Linked DNA regions of Pan troglodytes: region 1 is linked to region 2. Evidence: chromatin contacts called from public HiChIP or PLAC-seq data. All regions are on one chromosome and are shown on one strand. Each heading gives the region's core, a stretch centred on a gene start, on an enhancer-like site or on the middle of the called end of the contact. The rest is flanking DNA. Distances are from core to core; before and after follow the strand shown. Region 1 holds the start of SMCO2 (single-pass membrane protein with coiled-coil domains 2). Region 2 holds the start of MRPS35 (mitochondrial ribosomal protein S35).

Region 1 (5,694 bases), core at 936-3,435, 280 kb after region 2:
TGTCCTTGTTCATTCCTGGGTGTAGGTTGAATTAACTTTGGGAGGGATTTAGTTTATAGTTTAACTTTGAAACAAAGATGCTAACAGCCCCTCCCTGAAACAAAACCACTCCTTGCCTGGGGACCAGACTGCCTTTGTAAAACTAACAAATTATTTACAAGATCAGAAATTATGGCTCAGGAGTATTCCCAACCTCCCCAATTGCTCCTGTGGATAACATCGCTATTGTAAAACCTAACATTGGTGTTCAGAGATGTTTCTGATGAACCAACTGGTGTCACCCACAAGGGTAATCCGGTTCAACTAGTTCTGCAATCCCATCCAGGAACAGAAGACAGCAAGAAAAACCAGCTTCAACCCCATATGATTTCATCCTTAACCCGACCAATCAGCATTCCCCATTCCCTAGCCTTCTGCCTGCCGAAGTATCTTTAACAAACTCTCACCTTCAAACTCTGGGGATGGCTGATTTGAGTAACAATAAAACTCCAGTCTCCCATTTACTTGGCTCTGCGTTTATGAAACTCTTTATTGCAATTTCCCCATCTTGATAAATCGGTTCTATCTGGACAGCAGGCAAGAAGAGCCCGCTGTGTGGCTGCAGTACCTACACCAATTCTAGGGAGTCAACCATCATGAATTACAAGAGGTTCTCTTGTCCCTTCTGCACATCCCTTCCCCTCTCTGGACCCAGGCTGTCTGGCTGTTGGCTATTTCTGATGTCTTTTCCCCTTCAAGGGTGCCTTTAAAGTTCATTTTAATGTATTTAATCAGAATTAAAATGTTATAAAGGGAAGGCAAAATAAGCAGTAGGGTAGGCAAAATAAGTAGGTAGGCCTCCCTGAGGCCCTCTGTTCCCTACTCTACTTTCCTCAGAAGAGCCCTAGAATAACAGGTCTGTGGATACGTCCATTTGTTGTTTGTGAATGGCAAGATCAGCGGTTCTCAAAGTGTGGTCCCCAGGCCAGATGCCTCAGCATCACATGACAACTTACTGGAAATGCAAATTCTCAAGCTCCAAGTCAGACCAACTGAATCAGAAATTATGGGCGTGAGGAGACCCATAATCTGTGTTTTAACAAGTCCTCCATGTAATTCTGATGCAAATAAATTTGAAAACCATTGGGCTGGATAAATAGGAAAAAACTGCCAGAGTATAACATATTTTGATGACTCTTCACAAGCAAAGTTAAAGCCTGACCTTCCCATACTCTATTAGCACTTTGCACATCCCTTTAAAGTAGCAGCTATCACATTCTATAGTTACTGCTTTCCACTGTCTTTCTACCAAACTGTGGTCTCTTAAGAGCAGGGACTGTGGCGTTTTCAATTGTCTCTAAGAGCATAGCACAGGATAAATAAGTGCTTACATTGAAACAAATGATGTCATTTATTAGGAACCATTTCAACTTTCTTTTAAAATGCCTATAGATGTCCCCCTTAGCAAACAAAATTGTTTACCTCTTTGTGCTGTAGATATACGTCTTCCCAAACACCCTACCTCAGTTGGGTTCTCTAGGTACTTAACGCTTTCCCATTGGTTATGAATTTGTACTGTCATTTGGGTTAAACTTTTGCAAGGCTTAAATTACTGTTATACTACTTATATATTTGTTTGCTATATAGTCTCAGGAATTTTTTACTAACTTAATGATGAAGCTTCTCTATAACACTAATTTCCAACATGTATTATCATACTGTAGAGCTTATAAATTAACATATAATGATCATTGTTAAAATTACTGTCAGACAATGTGTAAGCACTTTACATAAGCTAATTTAATCCTCACTAAAGCTCTGCAAGGGTATTTACAAATGAAGTCTACTTTACGAATGAAGAAACTGAGGCTCAAAAGCTTCAGTGTGCCGCTCATCTCAGCTTTCTCTCCCATCCTCCATACTCACATATCCAACTATCTACTAGACATCACCTGAACACAATTTGTCTAGAAGTGATGCATCTTCTACCCCAAAGTTGTCTCTCCTCATGTAACTCTTACCTCTTGAACAGCACTGCAATCCAGACCCCTGGGGCCAGAAACTTGAGTCATTGTTCACTGCTTTTGCTTCAACATTTCCCATATGCAATTGGTCCTCAAGTTCTTGCCATCCTACTTCTGTAATACAAATCTCTTAAATCTGTATCCTCTTCACCTTCACAGCCTCTTGTGCTGGCAGTGGGAGACCTGGGGAAGAGGAGAGTCCAATGTGTTGGAAGATCCCCATGGGAGATCCCCAGATTCCAACAGGGCTGCCTCGCCAAACTTCAACCCAAGGTTGGGCATGTATCACAGCCTGGCTAATCTGTATATTCCAGCCTGTTGACCTGGAAAGAACCTACTGCTTATTTTGCCTTTCCTTCCTAACATTTTAATTCTGATTAAACAAATTAAAATAAACTTTAAAGGCATCCTTGAAGGGGAAAAGATGTCAGATGCCAACAGCTAGACAGCCTGGGGCCTGAGGGAGGACAGGGTTATCTGCAGAAGGGACAACAGAACCTTGTAATTCACGATGGTTGACTCCCTAGAATTAGTGTAGATACTGCAACCACACAACAGAAAGTCCAGGTAGACCAAGTTGATCCAGAGGCCCAATCAATGCATATTTGCATGTGAATTACTAGGAAATAGAGAGGCTCTCTTTCCATTGAAATTGTCAGGTATAAGAACAATATATGCTTGGAACTTCTGAGTGTCATTATGCGGAGAGGGTCCACCGGAAGATAAAACCAGCTCATAGGAAAGCAAAGCTGAGGGATGGAATGAGGAAGAGGCAGAAAGGGAAGAGGAGAGAGTCAGAGGGACAGATAAGGCTGATGACGTTGGAGTCTGACGTGAGCACAAGGAAACCTTTACTGGTTAAACCACTGAGATTTTGGAGTTGTTACAGCAGTTAGTATACCCTGGGGAACATACCCAGAAATATATATAGTAACAGAGTTCAATGTACCCCTCTGCCCAGTGGTTTGAGGGCACTGGATGGTTTCCTTAATCTATGTTTCCACATTAGAAAGTAGTTAAGGGCGCACTTTTCGGAGGAAGTTTATTAAATTAAAAAAAAAAAACTACAAATGAGTAATTATAAAATATAATTTCACTCTTTTCATTATTTACCACAAAAATTTAAAAATACCAATATACAGACAAGCACAGAAAAGAGCTAAAAATTGTATAAAAGACAAATCTAAACTCAAGAATATATGAGAAGTGACGTACACCATACACTCTCAAGTGAGTTCAGAAAGCATGTTCCGTGCTGGACAGGTTTTCTTTCCAGGTCAGTTTTTATTGGCACCACACCTGGAAAGCTCTCTAAGCCAAAGTTCTTATGTGTCAGGATCTTCCTGGACCTCCCTTGGGAAGCATTTCTCATAAAACAACTCACACCAGACAGGCTGACTTATTGTAGGCACAAAAATCATAAATGCCTCTCACAGGCCCCATGGAGCTTGGGAAAAAAAGATCTGCTAATGAAAGCATTACAAAAACGGAAAAGTGGCACCTAGTGGCCACTTAGCAGCTTTTCTTTATGGCTTCTAGCTAATCATAGATGTCGGCCTGTCTGCCCGTAACATTGTGCTGGGCCAGTATGAGTCTCCAATTCCAGAGCTCAGTGATGACCCACCTGAGGGGGAGATACCTCTTGGCAGCATGATCTGAAACTGGACACTACTAAACATGGTCTGGGAACTAAATATTGGCTATTTCTTGTACCTGTGCCCCGGATTTTACGGAGATCCCTCAAAGACTATGACGACAAAGACATCCTTTTCTGTCGTGACACTGTAAATAAACACTTTCCTTTAAATTCCATTTATTTACTAAAAGTCTCTATTCTGTACTTTCCTGTTTGTCTTTCTGTTTCACAATAGATTTCTAAATTTAGTGATGACCATATAACTCATTTCACTTGATTCCAAGTATCATCCTGTAATAACACATCTGATATTTTAAAGTTTATTATTTTCAAAAGTTTAAATTTGGTAACATGGATAGACTTGTTATTTGATCTTAACAGATTCAAGGATCAATAAATAATTGTTCTTCAAACATGGTATTTAAGGAAAAATATCCTTATGGTATAAACTTTGGTCTACTTCAATAATAACCACTTAATACAATGTTCTAGAGCAGCGCTGTCCAATAGAAATATAATCTGAGCCACATGTATAATTTTATTTTCTTCTAGCCACATTAAAAAAGTAAAAAGATACAAGTAGAACTAATTTTAATGTTTTAATTCAGTATATCCAAAATATCATTTGAACATGTAATTAATATAAAATTATTAATGTGATATTTTACATTCTTTTGGTAATACTAGTCTTCAAAATCTGGTATGTATCTTACATTGATAGCACAGCTCACTTTGTACTAGCCACATTGCAAGTGCTCAGTAGCCACATATGGCTAGTGGCTACTGCACTGGACAGCACATTTCTAGGTTCCACCCTAACACCCAAGTCCTGTGGACTAGAATCCCAGAATCAGAGCTGGAAGTAAACATAGAGATCAAACCTCCTTTTAAAAATGAGGACGCTGAGGCACAGAGTTTAAATGGCTTGCATGAGGTCATACAGCTAAATTCAGCCTCAACAGGGTCTTCTGATTCTAGGCACTCTTCCCACTCCACTACATTACTGTAGTGGTAATTCTTAGGGTTAAAAAAAGTGTAGAGTAGGCCGGGCGCAGTGGCTCATGCCTGTAATCCCAGCACTTTGGGAGGCCGAAGTGGGCGGATCACGAGGTCAGGAGATCGAGACCATCCTGGCTAACATGGTGAAACCCCATCTCTACTAAAAATACAAAGCAAAATTAGCCAGGTGTGGTGGCGGGCGCCTGTGGTCCCAGCTGCTCTGGAGGCTGAGGCAGAATGGCGTGAACCCAGGAGGCAGAGATGGCAGTGAGCCAAGATCGCGCCACTGCACTCCAGCCTGGGCGATAGAGTGAGACTCCATCTCAAAAAAAAGAAAAGAAAAGTCTAGAGTACTGTTTTTATGATACTTTCGTGCAATTTGTAGATATATTCTTTCTCACGAAAATTCAAAAAATTGACTTGTAGGAGAAAAAAGGAACATAGTGTATACCATAAAAATATGTCACTTCTAACAGCAAAAATCAAATTTAGTAGAAGAAAACTAAAACATTTTGAAGGAAACACAAACCTTAGGAGAGCTACGGTATCATATGATGCATGGATTAGATTCTGAGTCCAGGACAAAAGGATCTACAGAAAAATATTAGAGCGAACTAATAAAGGATCAAACCATGCACAGAGTATTCAACTGGCTATCCGCCCACTGGTCTATGGAATTGAACAGCCCCTCCTCTTGCAAAGAGAAAAAACTGCCACTGTGCGAGGCAGCACTGGTCTCCCTCTAGAAATTCTGCCTCTCAAATCCTGGCATCACGAGGGCAAGTCTGCCCCCATCTGCTTTTGAGGCCATCCAGCCATGATGGCCTACCCTGCCACCCCTGGCTTAGGCACACTCTTTGGAAGCCAAGTCTAACCTGCAATGGTTCAGTCCCCTAAAAAGTGATATTGGTAGGCAGGCCCCTCTGCTCAATTTAGAGAACACAGGGGATCTTTCATACTTCTTTAGACTTAACTATAACGCCTAGGCTGCTGCACACCAATTCTCCCCATCTTGTAGGATTTCTTTGGCTCATTCTAAACCTGATGTCTCTCAGG
Region 2 (6,193 bases), core at 3,566-6,065:
GGGAGGCCAGGTGCAGTAGCTCACGCCTGTAATCCCAGCACTGAGGCGGGTGGATCACCTGAGGTCAGGAATTCAAGACCAGCCTGACCAACATGGTGAAAACCTCTCTCTACTAAAAACACAAAAAATTAGCCAGGCATGGAGGTGTGTGCCTGTAGTCCCAGCTACTTGGGAGGCTGAGGCAGGAGAACCACTTGAACCCGGGAGGCAGAGGTACCAGTGAGCCAAGACTGCACCACTGCACTCCAGCTGGGCAACAAGTGGGAAACTCTATCTCAAATAAATAATAATAAATAAATAAACAAACTAGTTATATTAATGCATAAGTCCCAGGCTGCAGGACTTAAGATAGCATTAGAAATTGTTCCATATTCTGGTTTATACACCTGTTTCCTGGGAGTTCCTCAGTAAGTCAACCTCTCAAAGATGATCTATTCTCTGGGTACTGACAAAAAACAAAGACTAACCTCTGCCAGGGCTATGGCAATCACCCAGTAAACATGACCTTGTGAAGTCTTCTCTGGTAACACCCTTCTGCCTTATAATGAATATCTGCCTCATTTTAGAACTCCAGAAACCATTAAGATAGTAGAGCATACGAACTTTTTACCTTTCTTCTTGGTGGCCTTTCATTTCCGGGTGTTCTTTCCGCTGTACATAAAAGATAACACAGTAGTTAAAGAGAATTTTATCATGTCAAGTTAGTTGTTCAACATCAATCATGATCCCATTATTCTAACACAATTTAAGGTATTTAGTAACATAACAATGAAACAATCTTTTTTTTTTTTTTGGTAAGCTCAGGGACCAAAATCATCTTAATGAAGACTAAAAACTGGAAACAGAGGGAGTCTCGGCGTATCACCCAGATTGGATTGCAGTGGTGTGATCTCGGCTCACTGCAACCTCTACCTCCGGAGTTCAAGTGATTCTCCTGCCTCAGCCTCCCAAGTAGCTGCGATTACCAGTACACCCCACCACACCTGGCTAATTTTTGTATTTTTAGTAGAGATAGAGTTTCACCATGTTGGCCAGGCTGCTCTCAAACTGCTGACCTGAAGTGATCCGCCTGCCTCAGTCTCCCAAAGTGTGGTGGGCAGGTGTGAGCCATTGTGCCTAGCCCCAGTAAGGAAAATTCTACAGTTATTTGAACTGCAGATACAGTGAATTCATTATCTAAAAAATGACTCTTACAGAGTCTGTCAAGTAAGACAACTTTTTAACAAATAATTTCAATAAACAGTGATAAATATTATGAACACATATAGCAGGGAACGAAACCTAGTCAATTAGTTTGTGTGACGGTGAATTTTTTCTTTTTTTTCTTTCTTTCTTTTTTTTTTTTTTTTTGAGACAAGGTCATCTCACTCTCGCCCAGGCTGGATTGCAGTGGTGCAATCTCGGCTTACTGCAGCCTCGAACTCCCAGGTTCAAGCCAATCCTTCTACCTCAGCACCCCAAGTAGCTAGGACTAAAGACATGAGCACACCCGGCTAATTCTTGTAGAGACGGTGTTTCGCCATGTTGCCAGGCTGGTGGTCTCAAGCTCTTGAGCTCCAGCGATCCACCCACCTCAGCCTCCCAAAGTGCTGGGATTACAGGGGTGAGTCACTGTGCCCAGCCATGATAGTTAACTTTGTGTCAATTTGACTGGATTGAGGAATACATAGACATGTGGTAAAGCATTATTTCTGGGCATGTCTGTGGGGATGTTTCCAGGAGAGACAGGCATGTGAGTCAGTGGACTGAGTGAGGAATACCTGCTCTCAATGTGGGTGGGCATCATCCAATCAGCTGAGGGCACAGAAAGAACAAAAAGGCAGATGAAAGAAGAATATATTCTCTCTCTCTCTCTTCTGGACCTGGGACACTCTTCCCCTGCCCTTGGACATCAGAACTCCAGGTGCTCCAGCCTTTGGACTCCAGGAACTTGCACAAGCAGCCCCCTGAGTTCTTAGGCCTTCAGCCTTGGCCTGAAAATTACATGGCTTCTGTGGTTCTGAGGCTTCTGAACTTGGACTGACATGGGCTTCCAGCTTGCAGACAGCCTATTGTGGGGTGAGTCAATTCCCCTAAAAAATCCCATCATATGTCTATGTATCTACATCTACATCTATCCTATCCTACATCTACGTTCTGTCTCTCTGGAAAACTCTAATCAGTTGGGGAAAATCTCCCTGAGAAAGTGAACTTTAAGCTAAAACCTGAAAGATGAGCAGGACGTAGCCATGAAGACAAGCAGGTGAGAAAAAGTGTTTTGACAGAGTGAGAGCACATGGAAAATCAAAGTGAACAAATTCAATATGGCTGAAATTTAAGAACAGAACAGAGAGAGACAGAGAGAAAAGAGGCTGAAGGCACTTAACAGGCTTCTTAACTATAATGCATCCTTGGCAGAACTTTTTTTCTTTTGAGATAGGGTCTCACTCCCGTCACCCAGGCCGGAGGGCAGTGGTGCGATTACGGCTCACTGTAATCGACTTCCCAGGCTCAGGTGATTCTCCCACTTCAGCCTCTGGAGTAGCTGGAACTACAGGCATGGGCCACCACGTCTGGCTAATTCCTTGTATTTTCAATAGAGACGAGGTTCCGCCATGTTGCCCAGGCTGGTCTCAAACTCCTGGGCTCAAGGGATCCGCAGGCCTCCACCTCCCACAGTGCTGGGATTACAGGAATGAGCCACCACACTCAGCCCCTTGGCAGGGCTTTTGATTTTCTTCTTCCAGTCTTCCCAATTCGTGTACATGGAATCATCATTCATCCAATTGCTCAGAACAAAAATGTAACAGGATTTTTTTGAGACTTGTCCTCAAGCCCCACATCAAATCCATCAGTAAATCCTATGAACTTTACCTTCAAAATATATCGCAAATACAACCACACCCCCTTCTCCACTATTACTTTAATCCAAGTCACCATCACCTCATTTGGATTACTGCAACAGCCTCCAAACAGATCTTTGGCTTCCACTCTTACCCCAGTAAAGCAGCCAGTGATCTTTTAAAAACGTAAATCACATTATATCAGTTCCCTGTTCCAAGCCTTTCAATATAAAACCCAAGCCAAAATCCAAATGAAATGTCTACAAACTCTTGAGAGATCAGATTATTACTTAACTAACTCTCTGACGTCTTATACTACCACTCTCTCCTCTACTCACACTTAGCTCCTGCCACATTGTCCTTCTTCCCGTTCCTTGATCACACCCCTCAGATTGTTCTCAACTTTTGGCCTTTGCACTTATAGTTCCCCATACCCCAAAGGCTCTTTCCCCATATCTCTGCATGGCTTGGGGCCCTGTTCAAATGTCACTTCCTCAGAAAGATCTTTCCTGACCATCCTGTGGCCACTACTCCCCCCAAATCCATCATTCTCAATACTCTACTTTATTTTTCTTCATAGCATTAAACCCTATCTGACATCTTATTTAGTTGTTTGGTTGTTTATACTATTGACTTCCCCACCTTGCCGTATCTCCGGTGAGTGTCTAGAACACTGCATGGTATACAATAGGAGTTAAGTATTCCAAGAATGAAATAATGAAAATTTAAAAATAGACAATTATTAGACCTATGAAGAGCCAGTATGAAGGATTAATGTATTTATAGTTTATCTGAAAACAATGGGAAACCATTTGTAGATCTTGAACAGGAGAGCAGCAAGACAAGATCTAAATTTTGAAAACCTCATTTGGCTGTTTTGAGAATTCAATGTAGGAGAGCAAGAGGGGAAACAGGAAACGGAAAAAAAAACTTGTAGAAATGAGATGGTCACCTGAACTAGATAGTTGGTAGTATGAGGAGAGTAAATTAGAGATATAACAGGAAGTAGCACAGGTAGGATCCGCCGATTGATTAGACTCACGCCAGCTCCTCCTCAACGCTCCTGTCACTCTAGCCACACTTCTATCACAGCGCCTCTCACCCTACATAGCACTTCTCCGCTAATAAGTCTGTATTTTCCACTAGAGTCCTCCGGGGTAAGCACGCTATCAAGCATCCCTACAATCTCTGTTAAATGGAGGTCATCAACGCCTGTTGAATGAAGGCCGCCCATTTGGTGGCCTGGAATTCAGAGCAGCAATTTGTCCTAGCACAGCCGTATGACTCTCTTAATGTTTGGGGAAATCCATGGTTCAACAGCGCCGATGCCCGATAAACAACACAGCACCAGTAACCTGTGCCAGGGGCTGTGGACGGGGGCAACACAGGAGCAGGTCACGGGGAAGGGGAATGTAAGCTTTCTGAGCAAACTCCCAGAGCACCCAGGGCAGAAACAGGCGGCTAGAAGCCGGGCAACGCGGGTGCAGAACACAGACCCACGTCCATGGTTTTCCTACGAGACGGGCCTGGCAGCGGACGCACTGGCCTCCCCCGGGCGGCGCTGGCTCAGCCACCGCGGCACCCTTCATGAGGCCGGTATTCCGCTCTTGCACCTCCCCCAAAGCCCGGAGAAGACGAGACAGACACTCACGCAGGCTAGGTGTCGGGACCGGAGTGGCCGAGTACACGGCAGTGGAGAATGCACGCAGAGTCCTTGCCCTCGACTGCAGAGACAGCCATGCCGGGAGCGCGGCGGCCGCCATGGCTGCGAGGACGGCAAGCCGGAGGGGACAAGCGGCGTTCAGTGTCAGGGGCGGGCCTGGGGCCGCTAAGCGCAGGCTCCCTGGGCTGGCACCGCCCTAGGCTGGAGAAAGAGGAAACACGTTGGTCTGCGCACTCAGAGCCGAGTCAAATGTGCAGGAAGATTCCCCCAAACTGAAAGAAGTAATGAAAAGAAAACAAAAAAATCCTTAAAAATCGAGTGAATCAGTTCGTAGAGAATTGCAGATAAAGACCGTAGGGATAGGGGTTGCGGCTCACTGAAGGCGGGCGTGCTCTGGGTGGAACCTCAGTTGATCCGAGAGTCAGGCGGTCTACCCGAGGGACTCTTGTTATTTATAATTGTTGCTTTTCTACATTTACTTGGATTAAAGAAGTCTTCAACTAATGCCAGTAATATGCGCTAAGGGGAGAGAAGCAGTATCCCGAGCCAGAGTGCTTGGGTTTCAAACTTGACTTCACCACTTCTGGGATGTATGATCTCAGACAAGTTAGCATAGACAAATATTTGTGTACAGCGTTGGCATACAGTGAACACCGCGTGTACGTAGCCTATAACTTTTAGCTATATATGGTTAGCTTGTTGTTAGATCAGCTTAGAATTACAGAAAGTCAGAACTCATCAGGACCTAGAAAATAAACTTTTAATGAACACTCTTAAATTTTCTACGGTAGGATGAATTAACATACAAGCCTTAATAAAACAGTTCTCGGCCGGACGCGGTGGCTCGCGCCTGTAATCCCAGCACTTTGGGAGCCCGAGGCGGGTGGATCACCTGAGGTCAGGAGTTTGGGACCAGCCTGACCAACATGGAGAAACCTGGTCTCTACTAAAAATACAAAATTAGCCGGGTGTGGTGGCACATGCCTGTAATCCCAGCTACTCGAGAGAAGAATCGCATGAACCCGGGAGGCAGAGGTTGCGATGAGCCGAGATCGCGCCATTGCACTCCAGCCTGGGCAATAAAAGCAAAACTCCGCCTCAAAAATAAAATAAAATAAAATAAAATAAATTCTCTATTTTCTCTTTATTTTAAAAATTATTTTAATTAATTAATTAATCATTATTATTTTTGAGACAGAGTCTTGCTCTGTTGCTAGGCTGGAATGTGGTAGCAGGACCATGGCCCACTGCAGCCTTGACCTCCCAGGCTCAAGTGATCCTCCTACCTCAGCCTTTCAAGTAGCTGAGGCTACAGGCACGCACCACCACACCCAGCTAATTAAAAAAAAAATTGTTTTTCCAGAGATGAGGTCTCACAGTGTTGCCAGGGCTGGTCTCAAACTCTTGGGTTCAAGCGATCCTCCTGCCTTGGCCTCCCAAAAAAGTGATAGGACTACAGGCGTGAGCTACTGCACCTGGCCTATTTTTTCTATTTTTAAGTTTTTTGTAGAGTTGGGGGTCTTGCTATGTTGCCCAGGCTGGTCCCAAACTCTTGGCTTCATGTGATCCTCCTGCCTTGGCCTCCCAAAATGTCGGGATTACAGGCATGGGTCTGGCCTATTTCCCTATTTTGTCTCAAAGTGACAAAATTATAACAGTAAAAACAACTAGAAATAAACAAAACCGATTCTTGGTAAGCATACAACCA

The links. HiChIP or PLAC-seq counts read pairs in DNA pulled down with a chosen protein or histone mark.
Region 1: an H3K4me3 HiChIP or PLAC-seq map of stem cell-derived excitatory neurons shows a contact between it and region 2, with 4 times the contacts expected there. The contact joins the promoter of SMCO2 here to the promoter of MRPS35 in region 2. A contact is called at or near these places in 2 of 7 Hi-C or Micro-C datasets (blood and a lymphoblastoid cell line) and 1 of 1 datasets of contacts at active chromatin or transcription factors (stem cell-derived excitatory neurons).

What each region holds. Positions count from the first base shown.
Region 1 is chr10:68,111,817-68,117,510 of NHGRI_mPanTro3-v2.0_pri, forward strand. SMCO2 (single-pass membrane protein with coiled-coil domains 2) reads right to left here and starts at 2,186. Exons shown (of 8, transcript XM_063786867.1): 1 at 2,001-2,186. It overlaps ARNTL2 (aryl hydrocarbon receptor nuclear translocator like 2), which reads right to left. Exons shown (of 17, transcript XM_063786849.1): 17 at 2,049-2,186. The coding sequence ends at 2,134. All of the region lies in intron 1 of LOC134807578 (a long non-coding RNA gene), which reads left to right.
Region 2 is chr10:67,824,405-67,830,597 of NHGRI_mPanTro3-v2.0_pri, forward strand. It overlaps MRPS35 (mitochondrial ribosomal protein S35), which reads right to left and starts at 4,816. Exons shown (of 8, transcript XM_016923733.3): 1 at 4,474-4,816; 2 at 611-651. The coding sequence starts at 4,585.